Regions from separate parts of the Mus musculus genome. Here all the other regions are linked to region 1. The links are chromatin contacts, called in public HiChIP or PLAC-seq and Micro-C maps. All regions are on one chromosome and are shown on one strand. The core of a region is the stretch at or near the end of the contact, and the rest is flanking DNA. Distances in the headings are between cores, read along the strand shown. Region 1 holds the start of Sfrp2 (secreted frizzled-related protein 2). Region 2 overlaps Trim2 (tripartite motif-containing 2). Region 3 has its middle 130 kb from the start of 1700028M03Rik. Region 4 holds the start of Tmem131l (transmembrane 131 like).

What was found. Hi-C and Micro-C count contacts between places; a contact is called where the count stands out from the background. HiChIP or PLAC-seq counts read pairs in DNA pulled down with a chosen protein or histone mark.
Region 2: a contact with region 1 is called in an H3K27ac HiChIP or PLAC-seq map of embryonic stem cells, with 2.8 times the contacts expected there. The contact joins the enhancer-like site here to the promoter of Sfrp2 in region 1. A contact is called at or near these places in 1 of 39 promoter capture datasets (the C10 cell line), 1 of 484 Hi-C or Micro-C datasets (embryonic stem cells), 2 of 115 datasets of contacts at active chromatin or transcription factors (bone marrow-derived macrophages and embryonic stem cells) and 1 of 9 other capture datasets (liver).
Region 3: an H3K27ac HiChIP or PLAC-seq map of vascular smooth muscle cells shows a contact between it and region 1, with 9 times the contacts expected there. The contact joins the enhancer-like site here to the promoter of Sfrp2 in region 1. A contact is called at or near these places in 2 of 39 promoter capture datasets (embryonic stem cells and hippocampal neurons), 5 of 484 Hi-C or Micro-C datasets (the C2C12 cell line, adipose-derived mesenchymal stem cells, myocytes and 2 more), 9 of 115 datasets of contacts at active chromatin or transcription factors (astrocytes, craniofacial prominence, embryonic fibroblasts and 6 more) and 1 of 9 other capture datasets (embryonic stem cells).
Region 4: a Micro-C map of embryonic stem cells shows a contact between it and region 1, with 4 times the contacts expected there. The contact joins the promoter of Tmem131l here to the promoter of Sfrp2 in region 1. A contact is called at or near these places in 3 of 39 promoter capture datasets (embryonic stem cells and stem cell-derived epiblast-like cells) and 3 of 484 Hi-C or Micro-C datasets (all in embryonic stem cells).

What each region holds. Positions count from the first base shown.
Region 1 is chr3:83,764,522-83,767,962 of GRCm38.p6, reverse strand. It overlaps Sfrp2 (secreted frizzled-related protein 2), which reads right to left and starts at 1,642. Exons shown (of 3, transcript NM_009144.2): 1 at 920-1,642. The coding sequence starts at 1,421.
Region 2 is chr3:84,179,495-84,182,935 of GRCm38.p6, reverse strand. All of the region lies in intron 6 of Trim2 (tripartite motif-containing 2), which reads left to right. Among named protein-coding and RNA genes, the nearest start is that of Mnd1, 25 kb to the right of the region's middle. Within about 2 kb of position 1,620, at least 22 of the 459 cell types and tissues checked have an H3K27ac peak or open chromatin away from gene starts, as enhancers often do. A contact at or near this core is called in embryonic stem cells, where this site is marked.
Region 3 is chr3:83,443,876-83,447,316 of GRCm38.p6, reverse strand. No RefSeq gene overlaps it. Among named protein-coding and RNA genes, the nearest start is that of 1700028M03Rik, 130 kb to the left of the region's middle. Within about 2 kb of position 1,501, at least 63 of the 459 cell types and tissues checked have an H3K27ac peak or open chromatin away from gene starts, as enhancers often do. A contact at or near this core is called in the C2C12 cell line, adipose-derived mesenchymal stem cells, heart atrium and 3 more, where this site is marked.
Region 4 is chr3:84,038,633-84,042,073 of GRCm38.p6, reverse strand. It overlaps Tmem131l (transmembrane 131 like), which reads left to right and starts at 1,913. Exons shown (of 35, transcript NM_172681.4): 1 at 1,913-2,097; 2 at 2,689-2,759. The coding sequence starts at 1,974. It overlaps Gm30352 (a long non-coding RNA gene), which reads right to left and starts at 1,853. Exons shown (of 4, transcript XR_867387.3): 1 at 1,163-1,853; 2 at 22-226.

The DNA.
Region 1 (3,441 bases), core at 393-2,892:
ATAAGATGATTGCAGACTCATGGTGCCTGCCAGGAAAGATTGCTAAACAACTTTGTATTTTCTTTAACTAATGATGTCTGCAGGAAAAAAATTAGCGATTGAAAGGGAGATGCGGCTGCAGCCAGAGAGGGGTAAGGAAGCCCCCTTTTCTATCTCCGGGGCCCAAATCAGCTCAGACACATTGTATACTTTTTCCTTTCAGGAAAAGTATCAAGAGTGCATGAGGTTTTCATTGCTTTGATGGTTTTTGCCTATGAACTTCCCTCTGTTTTCTAAAAACTTGAGGGAACTCTTCTGCATGATTTTTTCCCCAGCTAATTAAAACCACTCCTAAGATAAAAGCAGATAGTGACAGAGAGATGAGTCCTGTTGATTGCCTTTAGCCTCTCTCCCCCAAACACCTGGGGAGTTAAAACCAATAGTCAGGGTTCCACTCGCTCCCAGACAGTCTTCGTTTTTTTATCTCCAAACCTACATTGGCGAAGGACAAAAAAACAATCTCAAAAGGTGATCAACGTGTATCGTTTGTTTTTATCCAGTGGGACAAGAACGTGCAGAGAGAGGCTGAGCCTGGGTGCTCATCACTAGGACCCAATCATGGTAAATGCTTTCAGAAGCGGGGACGCAGAGCAAGAATCTTAAAAAAAGGCTTGCCACTTTTGTTTGGCTTTCTTAACTACCTAAGAGGAACTGTTAGAACCAAGGAGGAATCTTGGCGCATGGGTGGATATCTCTAACTCCGTATGGCAACAGATTAGGGCAAGGAGAGCTGCCATATCCAAGGTTGGGACCTCCAGCCTGGACAAACTAGGATGTGGAGTGGTGGCTGCGGGGTGTCCCCCACCCCACCCACCCCACTCCCCAGGTCCTAGCACCTCAGGCTTCTTGGGAGTGGGTGGATCGAATAGGGAAGGCTTACCTTCCTCTGTGGCCGGCAGGAGGTGGTCGCTACTAGCGAGGGGGATGCAGAGGTCGTTGTCCTGCGGGAAACGGTCGCACTCCAGCATGTCTGGCCAGGGGAAGCCGAAGGCGGACATGACCGGGGCGCAGCGGTCCTTCACCTGCACGCAGAGCGAGTGACACGGCTGGATGGTCTCATCTAGGTCGTCGAGACAGACAGGGGCGAAGAGCGAGCACAGGAACTTCTTGGTGTCCGGGTGGCACTGCTTCATGACCAGCGGAATCCAGGCGCCCGCCTGCTCCAGCACCTCCTTCATGGTCTCGTGGCCCAGCAGGTTGGGCAGCCGCATGTTCTGGTACTCGATGCCGTGGCACAGCTGCAGGTTGGCGGGGATGGGCTTGCAGTTGCTGCGCTTGTAGGAGAAGTCGGGCTGGCCGAAGAGGAAGAGCCCACGCGCCGAGCCCAGGCAGCAGTGCGAGGCGAGGACTAGCAGCAGCAGCGAGGCAGGGCCCCGCGGCATCGTGGACTAGCGACCCCCGGGGGGCGGAGGGAGCCGAGCGGGGGAAGCGAGAGGCGGCCGGAGCTCGAGCTCGTCCGGGACTCCCTCGCTCTGCTCGTGGGGGCTCTGGACAGCGGGCGGCGCGAACGCGCGAAGCCGGGCGCCGGGAGGTCGGCGCGGGCAAGGCACTGCAAGCCCGCGCGCAGCTCCGGGGGGCTCCGACCCGGGGGAGCAGAGTGAGCAGAGGCTGGGGCCCAGCCAGAGTTTTCTTGGCCTTTTTTATGCAAATCTGGAGGTGGAGGAGGGGGAGCAAGGGAGGAGCCAAACCGGAGTAATCCGAGGAGGCCGGTCACTACTTTCTGGGGCTGGCTGCGTTGAGAATGCCCCTCACGCGCTCGCTGGCAGGAAATTCGGGCTGCGCCCCCACCCCGAGGCAGCAGCCCCTGCGCGCGCGCTCTGGTGATTGCCTTGCAAGCAGACAAGCGCGGGCCACCCTGTCCCAGGGAGAGCGAGGGGAGAGCGAGGAGGAGGCAACGAAAGTCGAGGACACGCGTGGAGCCGGGCTAGCTGCCTTGCAGTCGGATCAGGGCTGGAACGCGTTTCACGCCCCGCGTGGCCTGCGCCCGTATCGATGTGCAGCAGCCTTTAAGTCTCAGCACTGCGTCCCTGTCCCCGAGTAACCATAAACCAGCAGTACTAGACTCTTTGTGGCCTGGGCTTTTTCCTCCCGGTTCTCCAGCCCAAGTTGAGCAGACTGGCTTGAGCAATGTGATTCCACAGCCTCACGACACATTCTGACTTATAAAATGGAATTGCAGCCATGCACGGAGTTGCTATTTTGCTGGGGTGTCTATAGGATTTTGTCACTGTGGAGGACTTGTCAGAGGCATCACGAATTTGCCCGCCATTTCTCCTCTTTGGAGGAGAAAATTTGACCTCTGAAGAGATGTCTATGCTTGAAGGCTGCACGGGCTCTAATACATAGGGGTTCAGGATTACCTCAGTATAGGCCACCAAAGCAATAAATGGGGCTTATGAGTACCAAGGTCAGAAGGTGGGCAGGAACGGGCAGAGACCTCTGTGGTCACAAGAGTTAGTCATGTCCTCAGCATAGTTGGCCCATTCATCCCCTAACAACCAGGGACGCCATCCTGGTCACCCATCCTGGTCACGCCATCCTGGTCACCCATCGGGCCATCCTCTGCTCTGTAGAACAGGGAACCTAATGTTAGGGTAAGTGGATTGTAAGGTGCCAGGCGGGGAAAGGAGTACAGAGAGACAGTTTGGACGTGCGCAGGGGGTGGGTTAAGGGGGGGGGTGTCTCTTCCCCAAACCTTCCCTTGTCTTAAGAGTCAGCCTCTCTTTAAGTGGGACCTTGCAAGTCCTGGGTAGTGACTTCCCCTCTTTGCCCCCCCCCCCCCCAACAATCCTCTTTCAAGTGTAAGGTGGACACATTGTTGCTGCTTCCTGGATTTAACAGCTGGGTTGGATGTTTGCTGCCTGATTTACATTTTCCATCCATCTGGATGGTGAGCTCAGGATTTAGGGGGTCAGCACATTTTGTGGTCCCGCAGTTTATGAGAGTTTAAGGAGTGACGAGAGGACGATAAAATGCTATTTCCTACCCACTTCTGGCCATAGTCGAAGCAGGTAAACACCCAGAGGGAGCCCGCAATGGGAGTCTTTAAAAGTCCAGCTCCATCTTTCCTGCTCTGCTGAAGGCCTGCCTGAGTGGAGCCGTTTCCATCCAATTGGCTCTAGACCTTCCCGTGTCTAGCTGAAGCAGCCAGAGGCTTAGACTTTCTCCCCAGGTAAAAACTAGTTTGAAAATAAACCACACAAATACAAAAAAGTTAAACCAAACAGCTACACAGGCTGAACGCTGAAATGGAATTCTAGTATTCTCAGGTATTCACTACTCGTGGCCCCAAAGTACATCCATGGGGTCACCTCCCGCCTGCCGATCCCCTGAGTGGAAGATCAAGAAGCCCACCACCAATTCGTCTAGTTTGAGTCACTCGCTTTTGTGTTTCGGAGTGCA
Region 2 (3,441 bases), core at 371-2,870, 410 kb before region 1:
AGGCTAGTTTACCATCTGAGAAAAAAATGGTGTAATTATCTTTCCTTTCCTTTCCTTTCCTTTCCTTTCCTTTCCTTTCCTTTCCTTTCCTTTCCTTTCCTTTCCTTTCCTTTCCTTTTCTTTCCTTTCCTTTCTTCTTTCCCTTCCCTTCCCTTTTCCCTTCCTCCCCTCCCCTCCTCTCTCCCTCCCCTCCTCTCTCCCCTCCCCTCTCCCCTCCCTTCTCTCTCTCTCTCTCTCTCTCTCTCTTCCTTTCTGTCTTTTTCTGTTTTTCTTTTCTTTTCTTTTTTTTTTCTTTTTTTTCTTTTCAAGACAAGAGTTACTACTCTGTAACCCTGGCTATCCTGGAACTCCCTCTGTAGACCAGGCTGGCCTCCAACTCAGAGATTTGCCTGCCTGGGTCTTCTGAGTGCTGGGATTAAATGAGTGCACCTCCACTACCATTCTAATAGTTTAATTACCATTAGAAATTATTACTAATACTTATAGCTCCCTTAAATTCTGTCAATCAGTTAGTAGCCAACACAAGTAATTGTGAAATGGATCTTTTAGATGAAAATAGGAAGTGATTTGATAAGTACTGTTAATATATGTATTGTTTTACATAAGTGTTATGTAAGACTTTATCTTCATTACAACTTTTCAATATTCTGTGTACATATATATGCTTGCACGTGTGTGTATACAAGCTGTGTAGCTAAGGATTGAACCCGAGGTCTTGGACAAGCTAGGAAAGTGCTCTAAGGCCAAGACACATCTCCAGCCTCACCACTCACTTAGAATACTGTAGAGACAGGAGAGACTTGTCTGTAGACCAAATAGATTTCCTAAGGAGCTGGGAAGGTAAAGCTTGGGCCCAAATAACTTCCAACTTCTAGGATCCCTACTTCATTTTCATGATAAGCTGCCTTACAAACACTTGAACGGTCTATCCACATTGTCTCTATCCACATTGTCTTGCGGTGTTAAGCAGCATCTATTTCAATTGCCAGGAAAAAGTCATTAGCATCAATTGTCTTTCAAGATAAACGGATGCAAACAGGGTTCAGGAGAAAGAAACAGTGGGAATCTCTGACAAGACAAAAGGTGCTCCTAGGAATGAGGGCCTGGTCCAGTGCAGGCATGCACAAGGGGAGGTGTGGTCTTTAGCTCTTGAAAAGAGAGAGAGGGTTGGGAGAGGAGGAGGAGGTAGGTGGCGAAGGAGATTTCACTACTAATTGGCAGTTTGTTGTCTTTGGTGGTGTGTGTCTGTGGTGTGTGTGTGTGTGTGTGTGTGTGCGCGCGTGTGTGTTATTTGTGTCTGTGTGAGTGCAGGCGTTCATGTGAATGTCAGGGACAACTTTGGGAGACAGTTCTCTTTCCTCTATGGGGGATTTGGGACAGGAACTCAAGCTTGCAAGTACTTGAATGGTAAAGGTTTTTTGTTTTTTTGTTTTTTTACCTGCTGAGTGGCCTTGCTGAGCTATGCCTGTTTTATCTAGCCTGTTTTAAAACCGGGCAGTGTGGCTGACTGATGTCCCTCCCATCCTGAGGTCTTATTTACAAATGGGCCAACAGATAGAGGCTGATGGCACCTCGATGGCCAGATGCACAGCAGAACCTCTTTCAGCAGTGAGCTTTGTCCCACTGCTCTGGTGACCCAATGTTGGCAGCTTCCAAGAACGCCCTCATTCATTGCAAAAGCAAAGAACTTCCTGCCCTGGATTCTGATCGGATTAACGTAGAGTTTGACTGAATGTCTTCCTGCCCCAGTGCGGTTCTTTGCCATTTCTGCTGATGCTCAGACTCGTGGCCTTATTTCTGTATGGTACAAAAACATGTTGGTGTTTTGGGCGCCTCTATTTTCTTTCTTCCAGCACCAGCTGTATATTCTAGAAAGCAAATGGAATCTTTTTGCTAATACCATTTCTTTTTCTATATCCTGTTTCACACTGAGTTTTCTAGAGACACAATGGCCTTTGTCCTTAGCCAAAGGTTAAATGAAGAAGAACCACAGGCAATGTCTGTCCCTGCCTGTCCCTCAAGGACAGCAGATCAGTGTTCCTTTGCTCTCCTCAGGTGTCTCCCAGCTGCCTTTCCTCTGCTGTTTGTCAGCAGCCACCCTATGACTATCGGGACAGTGCCAGTTTCACAGATGCAAGGATCTGATAAGTTATTTCTTTGCCAGTGAAATGAGCCAATCCAAACCTGATTAAAGTATCTAAAGGCAGGTTTATTGGGAAGCCCACTCACAGGCACATTCACTGGTCCCAAGAAGGAGGCCAGGAAAATTGCCATGAGGAGGGAGACACAGGGGAAGGGGAAGAGAAAGAGAGAGAGCACTCTATGAGAGACAGAAGAGAGAAGAGAGACCTAAATGTCTGGATTATATAGGGAGGAGCTTCTGGGGGTGGGGCAGCCCAGCCTCTTGGCTGGAAAATTCAGGGTAGAGGGCGGGGTATGCACTGTAACAGAGACTGAGGGATGCTGGGGGAACCTGGAGGCCAGGTCCACATTGGTACGCTAAATATGCACCTTAGCTTTTGTCCTGGGGTCTGAAACACAACAAGATCTACATCACTGGGGTTTCTTTAAGGTCATTTCTTTGGTTTCTGTTCCAACCCCAGTTTTTATAAGGTTCTTGCTCTTTTAAAAAAAATGTATTTATTATTAGTGTGTGTGGTGACACATGCTATTGTGTGTGTGTAGGAAAACACGCATGTGAGTGCGTACATGCGTGTGTGCATGCGTGCATGCATTCTCTCTTTCACCTTTATGTGCTCGCAGGGGTTGAATCACAGTTGCCAGGCTGGTGGGATTGACCTGATGTTCTGCTGAGACATCTCAGCCATGGGCCCTAAGACTCTTGCTTTCAAGTTGGTCCTGCTACCTCCTTCTGATAATGTCATACTTTTGTTTATCATTTTTAAGTTTTATTTATTTATTTTCAGACAGGGACTATTTGTCCCAAGCCATTCCCCTTCTTCACCCCCCTCTCTGGTGTGATTGGATTACAGGTGTATTTTTGAAAAGCCAGGGGTTTTGGTTTTTTTATTTTCTTAGAAGCTCTGGCCTTACCACCTGTAAAAAAGATGTTTGTAAAATGAACAATGTAGAATCCTTTCTTTTCCTGGTCCTCAGTTTTGCTCTTCCTGTGTCCAGTTATTCAGACATCAGCAGTAGAGACCCCAAACAAACCACACTAGTGTATGCCTCTTTAAAGGGCCAGCCGCACCTTTCTCATCTCTATGACCAGATATCAACTCATCTTCTTTATCTTTTTATTTATTTTACTTGTCTTTTTATTTGTTGTGAGCCTGGCTCTCACAATTGTTGTCCAGGCTAGCTTTGAACCCTTGGGCTCAAGCAGCTTCCCTGGGCTCCATTTGGGTACCACAATGCCTTGCTTCCACACACTCATTTTGCATTCATGCCTCTTGCCATGATCCTGTGGACCAAGTGATA
Region 3 (3,441 bases), core at 252-2,751, 320 kb after region 1:
GAACTAAGCAAGTGCAATGACATGGACCTATACCTAGGAATTCAGGAGACCAAGGCAGAGGGATTATGAGTTCAAAGCCAACCTAACCTACATAGCAAAACTATCTCAAGAAAGAAATGGGGGTGAAATAAAGGAGAGGTTCAGTGATATTTATACTTTGTTCTGTCACATGAGAACACAGTTAACTGACATCATTTATGAAACAGAAAACTGCTCTCACAAGACTTAATTTGGGTGCCTTAAGTCTTGCTCTACTTCCAGAAGTGTAATAAATAGTTTCTGTTCTCTTCATCTATGCAACACAGAGTATTTCATCAAAATCATCCCAATGGACTAAGATAGAATATCTCTAGGCAGTGGCAACACTGGATCATGAATCATAGCCTTGAAAGTACACTTCTGTAGAGAAATAATGGAAATGGTCACAGGACTATGAAGCTGAGGAGATGGTTTAAACATGGTTGTCCTTCAACTAGAATGCCAAGACTTCTGGTTGAAGACACAGTCTACGTAGACACCAGACCCTGGGCTCCTTGGAAGTTGCTGCCATTGTTGGTGTTTAAAGTATTTGTTGCTACTTTTTTGGTTAGTAGTGATTTTAAGGACTTGGTGTTGTCAAAAACACCAGCAGAGAAGACCAACATGCTGGTCCTGTGCAGACACTGCTAAGCATCTGGGGCAGTACAGAGCCTGCCCTTGCCCTTGGAATTGGCGCAGAGGAGGGTTGCTTTGGCGCTGCCTTTGACTTATTCATGTAACGTTGGACTTCATAACAACCTTTCCGGGCTCCTTATCTATGAAATGTGAATCTTGGCTTATGCGGTTTCCCAGGAATTTTCTGGCTCCATTTCACATTCAGTTTCAGCAGAATGTTGGTTTCTAACCTTTCCCAGGCTGCTGTTGTTTAGCTTAATTGCTAGCCCTCCACAGACTCCATGCTGCCTGACCTCACCCTCAGATTACTCTTTCTCTCCACTTAGAGATAACAGCCTCAACTACCTCAGGATAATTCTACCAGCTGCCAAAACTATTTCCAAAATGCAAACTTGTGGCCGCTGACTCATGCACTGCAGGGAGGCACTGCAAACCTTGGGAGCAAAGCCAGGAAACGGGCCCTTTAGATGTCTTGTGTGAGTCAAAGGAGGAAGAGACACACCATTAAAGCTGCCACAAGTGTCACTTCTAAAATGTAAGAAGTATACATGGCCCCTGCAGTTGGGTAACTTAAAACGGAAAATATGTAAGCACAAAAACATTATCTGTACATCATTCTGCAAAGATGATAAATACATGGTTTAGGTGTCAACAGATATGATCCAAGAACACGCTGCCAAGACCAAGTCTAGCTGACAACACGTATCTAGAATTCAAGTATGGAAGTCCAACATCACAGGAATGAATGAGATGTGGGGGAAAAGAGTGGGGGTACAAAGACAGACACCATCAGTGCTGCATTAAGTGGGCACCCTTTTCTATAGAGCCAGACGAATAGGAAGCGATGAAGGCACAGAGTGAATGAGTCAGGGAACTAGGCAAGTGAAGCCACATAGTACTACAGAAATTGCAGGCCAGTGAAGAAAATGACAGTATAAAGAGCAACAGGTTCTAGAGATGCCCATTCAGAGGAGGAATTGGAGACTGGATAGAAATCAGGAGAGAATAAGGCTTCATCTGTGGTTTAGCAATAGAGAAGAATTTATTGGAAGCATTAGATTAGAAGTGGGCATAGCAGATGGAGCTTGAAGCTGCAGAGAAAAGAGACCACACCGAGAGGCACAGGAATAGGAGAGGGAGGAACATTTTTGAAGTTGAAACTAATACACAAGCGCATATATTAAAGTGGATGTTACAGTGTTTTATATCATGCCAGTGCTATGTGTTGAATGTGAACTGTTCTTAACAAGCTTGTGATACGATTCTGAAAGGGCCTGGGTCTTCAGGACATGGGATCTATCTGGTGGTAGTGGGGCAAACCTTATGGGTAACATATAGTATGGGTAACATACATCAGCTTTCAGACAAGCTAGCCCTATTTTTCTTTTGGACCACTAAGTTGTGAGGAGGCCTGGTGACAAGCCTTGGTCACTTTGAACTACATCCTACCTCCTCTGCCAGGATGCAATGTATCCTCTTAGAACATGAGCCAATGTTTTAGGTATTTTGTCCCAGTGACAAGAAATGTGACCAGTATAGACATAGCACATGGGGACGTGTTTCTCAGCATGCCAAGCAGAGGAAAAGCAGAAAACAGGGTGCCTTAGAAAGTTCTGGAAAATTGACAGTACCATATAATTATGTCCCAAGTGGGTATGAAAGAAAACCAATGTCTCATCTGACTGGTAGGGGACAATTGAGAGGGAGCAAGAAATGACTGCTTCATTAGTGGGAAGGTGGATTCCCACCTCTTATTACCATGGCTCTCTTTTCTGTCACTAGTGTGTTGGAGTTCACTGATGGTACCAAAGGCTTCCACATGCACTGCTCTACAAGGTGAATTTTTGAAACTCAAAGCCACCCTGACGTGACTCACAACATAACTGGTGGTTATCATGTAGAAGAATGCGAATTGATCCATTTCTATCTCATTGTACTAAGGTCAAATCTAAGTGGATCAAGGAACTCCACATAAAACCAGAGACACTGAAACTTATAGAGGAGAAAGTAGGGAAAAGCCTCGAAGAGATGGGCACAGGGGGAAAATTCCTGAATAGAACAGCAATGGCTTGTGCTGTAAAATCAAGAATCGATAAATGGGACCTCATAAAATTGCAAAGCTTCTGCAAAGCAAAAGACACCGTCAATAAGACAAAAAGGCCACCAACAGATTGGGAAAGGATCTTTACCTATCCCAAATTGGACAGGGGACTAATATCCAATATATATAAAGAACTCAAGAAGGTGGACTTCAGAAAATCAAATAACCCCATTAAAAAATGGGGCTCAGAGCTGAACAAAGAATTCTCACCTGAGGAATACCGAATAGCAGAGAAGCACCTGAAAAAATGTTCAACATCCTTAATCATCAGGGAAATGCAAATCAAAACAACACTGAGATTCCACTTCACTCTAGTCAGAATGGCTAAGATCAAAAACTCAGGTGACAGCAGATGCTGGCAAGGATGTGGAGAAAGGGGAACACTCCTCCATTGTTGGTGGGATTGCAAGCTTGTACAACCACTCTGGAAATCAGTCTGGTGGTTCCTCAGAAAATTGGACATAGTACTACCAGAGGATCCCGCAATACCTCTCCTGGGCATATATCCAGAAGATGTCCCAACCGGTAAGAAGAACACATGCTCCACTATGTTCATAGCAGCCTTGTTTATAATAGCCAGAAGCTGGAAAGAACCCAGATGCCCCTCAACAGAGGAATGGATACAGAAAATGTGGTACATTTACACAATGGAATACTACTCAGCTATTAAAAAAATGAATTTATGA
Region 4 (3,441 bases), core at 664-3,163, 270 kb before region 1:
GAGCTGCTTATTGGACCATACCTTCCTGTTGCTCGTGAGTCAGCACGAAACATCCCTCCAGAGAAGGCCAAGTGGGTCAGATTTATCTAAGAAGACAGCTGTGTGGTCCTGGATCCTTCTCCAGTCTCGTGGCACTGCAGATACACGCTTCTGGCTTCGTGAATAACGGTCAGTTACCCACTTTGTAAAGAACCCAACACGGAAGTAGCAGTCTGCCCTGGAAAACCTTTGGTAGGAGAATAAATGAGAGCAGACTCAAATATGGCCTACGGTAATATTCCTCAGTCTTTTAAGTAGTTCTCTTTGAGAGTGTGATACTTTTTTAATGTGAGATTTTATTAGTAAAAAGGTAAAATAATTTAAAAATCGGTGGAGTTTTGCATCATGACTTTTAAATTATACCTGTCAATATTTGCTTGTTTTCTTAGTATGGGTTTAAAATTAATTAACATTAAAATTAACATTTAATATTTACATAATAAATAGTAAAAACTGAAACACCTAGTGTGGGCTGAAACATGTGTTGGTTTTGTGGTACTGTGACCTGAACCAAGAGCTTTGCATGCGATAGCCGGGACATACCATCGATTTTCTGAGACCCTTGAATGCAGTGAGGGAATTTCAGTATCCGAGGGGCAAATAGAAACCCAGAGAAGTGAAATGAAGAGGAAAAAAAGGGTCCAATGGGATAGGACAGGACATCCTTGCCAGGGATGCACCCAAGCAATCTGGGGGGGGGGGGAGTAAGAAATAATTGGAGCTGCTCAAGTTGGACAAAGCAAAATGACATTTCCATGTGGACATTTGCTTTTATCAAGTGTTAAGTATGGCAAAGAAATCAGGTGGTTTAACCTCATTTAGAGTTACATCCAGACAAAGAGATTAGGTTCACAGTATGGTATTATGAAGAGAGCATCCATCATTCATATTGTCCTTGACCAACATCTGACCTGCTATGAGACTACATTTTTTCCCATAGTCTAGACTGGAAGGCTCCAGAAGCAATTAAACAGAAGATCAATGTAAGCAGACAGGTGTACACCATCACTTCCTGAAGCTCACAGTCTCTGAGTTTCATACGAGCTACGTTTGCTGCACACAGCAAATCAACTTAAAAAAAAAAAAAACAGAGGCAGAAAATAAATTTCCAAGTATGACTTACACTACTTATTAATATTGTTAACTGGCAGGCGATCTGTGCCCTCCACTTCAACTACGTTTAGCAAGTGGCTGGCTCACTTTTGCAGTCTGATTCTGCAGGTCCATCTGCAGGGCTCTTGAAGGTCTAACCTAAGCTCTCCCACCTGTCAGGATTTGGACCGTCTCCACAGAGGGCGCTGAGCGCATTACCGCCACGCGGCGCTGAGGTCAGCCTCTCGGGTGTTGGGAGAGCTTTTTATTCTAAATTACAGACCTCGCAGCCACCGGATATCCTCGCTGCATAACAGGCAGTAGCTGTGCGGCTGCACTCGCGTTTCCTGACAACCACAGCAATATTTCCACTAATATCCTGTTCAAGGCCAAGCGCTGGGCTACGATTCATTCCCAGGACCCCTCCCCCCGGGGGGTTAGTGCCCCCACCGTGGCCCGGGTGTCATCGACAAAGAGAACCTCATGAAAGTTCACGACAACACCCTCTCCCCGTGGGCCGCGAGCCCCAGCCCCCAGAGTCAAGCTTCTGGGGGCCCTCGGGCACGTGCTGCGCGCTGTGAGCGTTCGCATTGTCTTCGTCCCTCCGCTCCCCGCCGCGTTCCATCCCCTTCTATCTGCGGAGCACACGCGCTCGGGAGCAAGCGGCGCGCCGGCGCTGAGCAGCAGTCCAACAGCTGCGGGGGCGGGCCCAACAGCGGGGGGCGGGCCCGGAGGCGGGGCGGGGCCAGGGCGCGGGGGCGGGCCCGGGGCGCGGCCTGGCGGCCGCGGCGCCACCAAACAAGAGAACAAGATCGCTGCGAGCGAGCGCGGCGAGCACCAGCATGGCGGGGCTCCGGCGCCCGCAGTCCGGCGCCTACCGCCGCACGGCCGCTGCCGTGAACCTTCTGCTGGGCGTCTTCCAGGTCCTGCTGTCCTGCTGCCGTCCGGGAGGGGCTCAGGGACAAGGTCAGCCCGTCGTCGGGGCTGGCTGTCCCCGCCGCCCCGCCCCCCCTTTCTTTTAGGGAACTGTTGAAATCTGTGAGGGTTCGCGGAGGAAGGGGACTCGGGCGGCTGGGGAAGACGGGCTGCTGCAGCCCTGCGACCGCAGCGTCCCCTCGGCGACTCTAGGCCGGGCCAGGAGCGGGCAGCGTGGGGCTCAGGGACCGCTAGCCGCGCACGCCCCGGAGCCTTTGTGCGCGGGCCCCTGCGCCCCGGGCGCATCCCCCGCTTTGTGTGGCGCGCGGGTGCCTCGCCGCGCCCGGCTTCCTGCAGCTTTGTTTCCCCCAGCCCGGTGGCTTGGGGGTCGCGCCGTGCTTGGTGCGGCGGCCTCATGCCCTGGTCTTGACCAAGCCCGCACGCCCTCATCTTCTGGACCCCGGGGTCCGGCTGGGCATTGTATTTGCATCCTCGGCTCACCCCTCGGGTGGCCTGCCCTGCGAGGGGAGAAGGAGACTTGTTTGGGGGCAGGCGGTTGGCACGAGGGGACGGGCGAGGAAACAGGAAGCGTTTCTTTGCCGTGCATTACAAACGCGGTGTGTTTTTTTGGTGTCCGTGCAGCGTTTGAGCCCTTGCCGAACGTGGTGGAGCTGTGGCAGGCAGAAGAAGGGGAACTCCTGCTGCCCACTCAGGTGAGGAGGACCGGTGACAGGGCGGGTGTGGGCGTGTGAGGGAGGAGAGGCCTGGAGGTTGCCGGCCTTCCCCCCAATGGCACAGGAGCGCTCGGGTCACTTTGCAAGGCAAATAAACGGTCGTGCCGAGCCTGAACACCTGGCAACGGTGGCTCTTCAGCCTGGCTCCCGCGCCATGTGACAGGGTGTGAGTCAGGGCCGCCCCAAGTTCAGAAGGTGGGTGTCCAGGCCACCTCAGCAGGGTTGTGTGTCTCACAGCCTTGCGCCTGGCTAGTGGCGACTTCCTTGGCTCGTTAGTGGGCCAGGGTGGGCGGAGGACTCGCTTCTGGGTCTCCACGGCTGTCTCTAAGCAGGCGGGTGTGGTGTGGATGGCAAGTGGCTGGAGGGTTGAACACAATGGGAATATTGATTTCATAAATGTTAGTGAGTGGTACTTTGCCATTAGCCTAAGTAGCTTTGGGATGAAGAAGTGACTTTAAAGGAGTATAATCTTGGAATTTCTCCAAATGTCTTTAATTCCTGTTAGAACACACCCACTTAAGAACCTGAATTTCAGGTTTTTTCACCCCCCTACGATGATATAATGATTACATGTGGAAAAATAATTGCTAACGTTTTATTGGGAATCTGTAGCATAGAGGGCTTCAGGCTGCAACGGATGTGGTACTGCAAAGCTTTTGTC